2 separate regions of the Mus musculus genome follow, and region 1 is linked to region 2. Evidence: chromatin contacts called from public HiChIP or PLAC-seq data. All regions are on one chromosome and are shown on one strand. Each heading gives the region's core, a stretch centred on a gene start, on an enhancer-like site or on the middle of the called end of the contact. The rest is flanking DNA. Distances are from core to core; before and after follow the strand shown. Region 1 has its middle 120 kb from the start of Gm24614. Region 2 has its middle 130 kb from the start of 1700010I02Rik.

Evidence for each region. HiChIP or PLAC-seq counts read pairs in DNA pulled down with a chosen protein or histone mark.
Region 1: a CTCF HiChIP or PLAC-seq map of the NIH/3T3 cell line shows a contact between it and region 2, with 10 read pairs. The contact joins two enhancer-like sites. A contact is called at or near these places in 1 of 15 datasets of contacts at CTCF or cohesin (the NIH/3T3 cell line) and 1 of 115 datasets of contacts at active chromatin or transcription factors (embryonic fibroblasts).

What each region holds. Positions count from the first base shown.
Region 1 is chr3:8,304,985-8,308,679 of GRCm38.p6, forward strand. No RefSeq gene overlaps it. Among named protein-coding and RNA genes, the nearest start is that of Gm24614, 120 kb to the right of the region's middle. Within about 2 kb of position 2,132, at least 20 of the 459 cell types and tissues checked have an H3K27ac peak or open chromatin away from gene starts, as enhancers often do. A contact at or near this core is called in the NIH/3T3 cell line and embryonic fibroblasts, where this site is marked.
Region 2 is chr3:8,083,116-8,086,491 of GRCm38.p6, forward strand. No RefSeq gene overlaps it. Among named protein-coding and RNA genes, the nearest start is that of 1700010I02Rik, 130 kb to the left of the region's middle. Within about 2 kb of position 1,271, at least 10 of the 459 cell types and tissues checked have an H3K27ac peak or open chromatin away from gene starts, as enhancers often do. A contact at or near this core is called in the NIH/3T3 cell line and embryonic fibroblasts, where this site is marked.

The DNA of each region.
Region 1 (3,695 bases), core at 882-3,381, 220 kb after region 2:
GTCCAATGGTTGGCTGCATCTGCCTCTGTATTTGTCAGGCTCTAGCAGAGGCTCTTGGGAGACAGCCATAACAAGCTCCTGTCAGCAAGCACTTTCTGGCAACCACAATAGTGTCTGGGTTTGGTGTCTGTATGTGGGATAAATCCCCAGGTATGGAAGTCTCTGGATGACTTTTCCTTCAGTTTCTGCTTCACACTTTGGCCCCATGCTTCCTTTAGACTGGAGCCCTCCTGAGTTAGGAATTTGAAGATAAGTGGGTGGCCCCTTCCCCCAACCTGAGGTCTTACCTAACCTCTGACTATGGTCTCTACATATTTTCCCTCCCCTTTGTTGTGCATTTCAGCTAATCTCATCCCTGTTTGGGTCCTGGAACCCTCTTGCTTCCCTGGCATCTAGGACTTGCTAGTGGCTACCCCCAGCTCCCCATTCCCCATTGCTACACACCTCTGTTCAAATTCCTGACCCTCTGTATATCATCCCAGTCTCTTCTAATACCTGACCTGAACCCCCTTTTTCCCCTCCCTCTATTCTCTTCCTTGCAAGTCCCTCCCACCTTCTACCTTCCATGAGTATTTTGTTCCACCTTTATAGAAGGACTGAAGCACCCACACTTTGGTCTTCCTTCTTGAGCTTTATATGGTCTGTGGGTTGTATCAGGTATTCTGAGCTTTTTGAGTTAATATTCTCTAATCAGTGAGTGCATACCATGTGTGTTCTTTTGTCCCTGGGTTACCTCAATCAGGATGATATTTTCTGTTCCTATTCAATCCACCACACTACTTCTCCCTCTCTCAATAATCCTTGGGTACCTATGACTCTTTATCTAGGGATAGGGCCCTGTAAGATTTCTGCTTTTATATGACTGTTTGTGGTGTACTTATTTGTGTCTTTTTTTAGGCAGTGTGTTGCTGAGGTGTCTATCATGAGTGATGCCTCTGTGTAATTTCTTAGAAACAGAATATTGACTAGTCCTCTGGATTTTACAATATTTCTGTCCTATTTTACCTTGTCCCGTGAGCCTTATATTCAGAAACTCTGTTGTACATGTATCAGTTGCCCCATTATTATTTGTTCTCTGCATTCTGACTGGTTATAGCTTTCTGTTATTGTCTCCATCTATAAATAAAACTTTCTTTGTGGATAGACAAAAACTGTACTTACCTGTAGATATAAGGATAAATATTTAGAACACAGCTAGAAATTATTCTGTTTCTGTTTCGATAAAGTGGTGATAGTAGGTTCTGCTCTAAGATCAATGACCTCATCAGCACAATTAAGTGAGCCTTAAGTTCAATAAGAGAGCTCTTAATTTTAGTCCTCTTAGCATATCCCTATTAGATGTTTAGTGATATCCTATCGTATTGTTCATCATTGTGATGCACAGCAGGGTAGGATTATTGTCCCCCTTCCCACTTTGGAAGCTTGCATAACCCCTACTAGTATTACAGATTTTAGTCTTTAGGACTGGATTATTTAGGTCAGATTCAACATGAATCCTCTAGGTCTTATGTCCAGAGTGTTTTAATCAATAGGACATATTTTCAACCCCTAGGAGGCAATCAAGTGTAACAGCAGCAACAGTTCATATTGTTCTGAGAATCTCTTGGACAAAAAGGAGGTTTCTCATAATAGATACTGAGTTGTTGGTGTTGTTGCTATTGCTGTTAGTCTATGTTCTTTAGGGGAGCATTTTCAGCCCAAGTTGGATAACACAATTTAAAGCACATATACGTATATGTGCACACATAGATTTATATCTATTGAGTGTGATTTGGGTAAATAAATAGTAATGTGATTCCTTTTGGCTCTTTTCAGACATCCCTGGTGTTATTTTACTCACCTCTGTCTTCTGTATTGATCTTTCCTCTCCAGTTAAGGCCTCCTAGTTTTACTCAATTTCTCTCTAGCTCACTGATAGTATTCCTTCAGCAGGTATGCTTTTGGCACCATTCAGTGAAAAGGATTTCATGAGACCTAAGTTTTCATAGTTGTCATACAGGAGAGAAGTATAAGTTAGCTTAAAAAAAAAAACTGTATGGTTATGACAAAAATGCTCTCAAACTAGCAGGAGACTGAAGCTGACCCAAGACAAATGCTATTCTCATCCTTAGAAACCTATTGACTGCTCACAAAAGAAGTACTCGATGAGCGAAAGGAATGTGTGCTGAATCAGTGGGTTAGGTGTTTGTTTTACAACATTTCAACTTATTAGGTGTTTTATAGGATGCGATGTCTGTAAAAAGAATCTGTTTCTCCAGCTAGAAAGGAGCAGTGAAAGACAAAGAGAAATGTAATCGTATATCTCACTCAAAAGACTGCAGAATTTTTACTTTGAGATTTTAAATACAGAAAATAACCACTTGAGAAAAGTGTAATCTACATCATGGCTTGAGCAATATTGTTTTCCTTAACTGCTCATCAATTATAGCTCACATCTCTTTATTAAAACTCTGAACCTTGTGGACTGATTCATCTTATAGCTTTCATTCTGAGTCATTGTTTTTGTCTCCGTTCTCACGCCATGATGCTCTGTGTCCTGAGGTGACCCTTACTGCCTATAACACTGAGTCAGGGATGCTTTGCTTCTGGCAAAATAGTTTTGCTTTCTCTTTAATTATTATTCATATTAAGTTGTATATCTTGATCTTTCGTTTCTCTACTCATGTTGAGACCTGCAAGTACATTGTTATTATTGCACATACTCTATAGGTATGACTCATACTGAATGCTGCAGTGTGTATTGCTTAAGGGAAGAAGTAACTACGTTGTGGGAAAGAAAAAAATTTCTGCTTAGACACTGTCTAAACAACCTTTTCACATCATCATATTTATGTTACCTTATTGTACTTTTAAATCCTCATTGCTTCCAGCAACTCTTAATCAATATTTCCACTGCCATTACTACCACTACCACTACCCACTACCACTACCACTACCACTACCACTACCACTACCACCAACACCAGGAGGTTTTGTACAAAAGGATTTTATGGGAAGTCATTCTAGAAAAGAATCTTAGTTGTTCACTGTTTTTAATAATAGTGCTGTACCACCTAATCAATTGATTAGTCAGGAGCTTTTTAATACTTTGAAACTCTCATTTCACTTAATCCACACAATTTCAGGAAATAATAATTGTATAGCATCCTTTACAAAAAGAAAATCTAGAGAAGAAGCAGGTTAAATAGATTTTCTAAACAAGTCAAACTTCATACTTTGATCAGTTGATTCCAAAGACTAGTCTCTTAGGTGATCACATGTGCTTACTTGCAGAGGTTGACTGCAAAACTTGCACACTGTTGTAAAACACACACACACACACACACACACACACACACACACACACACACACACACACACACGTACACATATGCTGCAGACCCTCTGGGCCCCTTTGCGTGGAACGGGTCTCTGGGGCAGGTGGGCAAAGCATCAGATGGAATGACAGACAGATGCACACAGGAGAGGTTGTGTAGAATCTGAATGTAATTTGTCAAATCAAGCATCAAACTTTTTATACAGAGGAAAATAAGGAAGTTGGGTGACACACCTGCAAGGTACAAAGAGGTTACTGGATTTTACATAAAACAGAGGAATGCAAACACAGATGGTCTAACAGGAACCACCTGGGATAGAATTCACTGTTAACAACTGGGATCAATAAGAGCTTCACCTAAGATTCACTTAATCTTAGA
Region 2 (3,376 bases), core at 21-2,520:
CACAGCCCGCTTTGATTTTGTTGTTATACACACACACACACACACACACACACACACACACACTCCTGAAAATGTAAGTACAACCTGTTTAGTCCCTATAATGTTCTGTGCATGTAGGTTTTCAGGGCTGACCAATTGACGTTGTATAATCAAATCCTGTTTCTTCCCTAGAAGTAACTATACTTACTCTAACTCTCAAAATTCCTTGGTTGTCTATCATTCTTTTCTAGGCTGGAGATCTTGTGAGTGTTCCTCCTTTGACATTAGCAACTCTATTGTTTGCCTCCTTGTTTAGGCAGCCATTGTGGTGAGACTTCAGGATACAGATTCTGACATTTCTAGAAGACACAATCTCACAAGGTCAAATCTTACTGTTTAAAAAGTATCATAGTCTCTGTTTCTCAGGCTTTTATAGTCTCCATTCATTCTTCAGCAGTGATCCATACGCCTTAGATGGAGAAGTTGTGTTGAAGTTACATCAGTTGGGAAAGAGTACCACAACTTTGCATTTTTGATACTTGTGGCTTTCTTGTTCCTAATTCCAAACTTTCAGATATGACTACATATTCTCAAGTAACTTCAGAAGCCAGAAAATTAAAAGGTACCATGGTAGGGAGGAGAGATAAACATGGAGGGGCAGGAATAGAAGTGAACAACTTATCTGATGAGGGAAATAGGAACATTAAGCATTCTTTAATTAAAGAGGGAAAGGGACTATTATACAAAAGGATCGAGTTAGATAAAATAACCAAATGACTGTGTGAAAAGTCATAAGGAATTATACTATTAACTACCTAAAAATACCAATGATGTAAAACAGTGTGTAAATATACACACATAATTTAAATGAAAATTTCACATTGGGGATAATAATACTACCACCAAAAGCCATTGACAATCTAGCAAAGTAACCAACACCAGGCATAAAAATCCTGCTGTTGAGTTGTTGAGTCTCCGAGAGACTCTCAAAACATGATAGGTTGTTTCTATTGCTCCAGGTTGCCTCAAGACTTGGAAAGTTAATTCCTATGCTGAAGATGCCACACACTTTATACAAAGGGCTCAAAGACCCACAGGTGAACGTGACTTGAATACTTTCATCCTTGTACCAGAAAGAGATATGAATGCTTCCTCCAAAGAAGGGAAGCAAACAATATTCTACCTAACTATGATGCCAGTGACATACTTCAACAACCGGAATAATGCAGTGGCCTCAGGGTGCAATAGTATGATGAATACTTTGGTGGTAACCAACGGCTTTTTCTAATTATACCAGACTTATTAAGAGAAAAAGCATGTGGTATACTGGAAACCTAGCCAACTCTGCAGGCTAGTAACCTTATGGAGGAGATCTTAGAAGCCTTACCACACTAAACCAGAATAATCCCTAACTTCATCTACATATTTGGCCTTTGCATTGGCTTCCTTTAAACATACACAAATCTTTCCTATTCAGGTAACCAAAATCTTCCTTTAGATACATTTTTATCACAACCTACTTTTTCAAACCAATCTAAGAATTAACCTTTTTGTTTTTCTTCCTTCTCATTTTTTTTCCAACCAGAATAATTGTATTCACCATGGCAACGAAATCATCCTCATTGATGTGATCTTCCTGTACAGTGTTTCAGCTTTTTTGTTTTTGTTCTGGTTTGTTTTCTCTTTAAGACTCTCAGAGAAATGTGTAAGAAGCACAGTGTCCTGGTAGCTTTGCCCTCGCTGCACTCATCACATACCTTCTTCCTTTAACTTTGTTAGCTTCCAAGATTTATCAGTCTTCTCACATCACTGATAGGGGTGAGTCAAACCACCAGCATGAGCCTTGCCTTTTCTCACTGCATATTTTTGCTGATGATCTAATCCATTCTCAGCTTTACATGTGGTTACTCACGAAGTAGAAATTTAGCCCAATCCCATCAGCAGTGGAGGAATGTTCTTCTTTCTCCACATCCTTGCCAGCATCTGCTGTCACCTGAATTTTTGATCTTACCCATTCTGACTGGTGTGAGGTGGAATCTCAGAGTTGTTTTGATTTGCATTTCCCTGATGATTAAGGATGCTGAACATTTTTTCAGTTGTTTCTCAGCCATTTGGTATTCCTCAGTTGAGAATTCTGTGTTTAGCTCTGAATCCCATTTTTTAATGAGGTTATTTGAATTTCTAGAGTCCAGCTTCTTGAGTTATTTGTATATATTGAATATTAGTCCCCTATCAGATTTAGGATTGGTAAAGATCCTTTCCCAATCTATTGGTGGCCTTTTTGTCTTATTGACAGTGTCTTTTGCCTTGCAGAAACTTTGCAATGTTATGAGGTCCCATTTGTCAATTTGTAATCTTACAGTGCAAGCCATTGCTGTTCTGATTAGGAATTTTTTTCCCTGTATCCATATCTTCGAGGCTTTTCTAACCTTCTCCTCTATTAATTTCAGTGTCTCTGGTCTTATGTGGAGGTCTTTGATCCACTTAGACTTGAGCTTTGTACAAGGAGATAAGAATGGATCCATTCGAATTCTTCTACATGATAACCACCAGTTGTGCCAGCACCATTTGTTGAAAATGCTGTCTTTTTTCCACTGGATGGTTTTAGCTCCGTTGTCAAAGATCAAGTGACCATAGCTGTGTGGATTCATTTCTGGGTCTTCACTTCTATTCCATTGATCTACCAGTCAGTCACTGTGCCAGTACCATGCAGTTTTTATCACAATTGCTCTGTAGTACAGATTAATGTCAGGAATGGTGATTCCACCAGAGGTTCTTTTATTGTTGAGAAGAGTTTTTGCTATCCTAGGTTTTTTATTTTTTCCAGATGAATTTGCAAATTGCCCTTTCTATCTCAGTGAAGAATTGAGTTGGAATTTTGATGGGGATATCATTGAATCTATAGATTGCTTTCGGTAGGATAGCCATTTTTACTATATTAATCCTGCCGATCCATGAGCATGGGAGATCTTTCCATCTTCTGAGATCTTCTTCAATTTCTTTCTTTAGAGACTTGAAGTTCTCCAGAAGTCAGTCTGGAGGTTCCTCAGAAAATTGGACATAATACTACCAGAAGATCCAGCAATACCTCTCCTGGGCATATACCCAGAAGTTCCAACTGGTAATAAGAACACATGCTCCACTATGTTCATAGAAGCCTTATTTATAATAGCCAGAAGCTGGAAAAAACCTAGATGTCCCTCAACAGAAGAATGGATACAGAAAATGTGGTACATTTACACAAGGGAGTACTACTCAGCAATTAAAACCAATGGATTTATTAAATTCTTGGACAAATGGATATATCTGGAGGACATCATCCTTAGTGAGGCAACTCAATCACAAAAGAAGTCATTAGATATGCACTCACTGATAAGTGGATATTAGCCCAGAAACA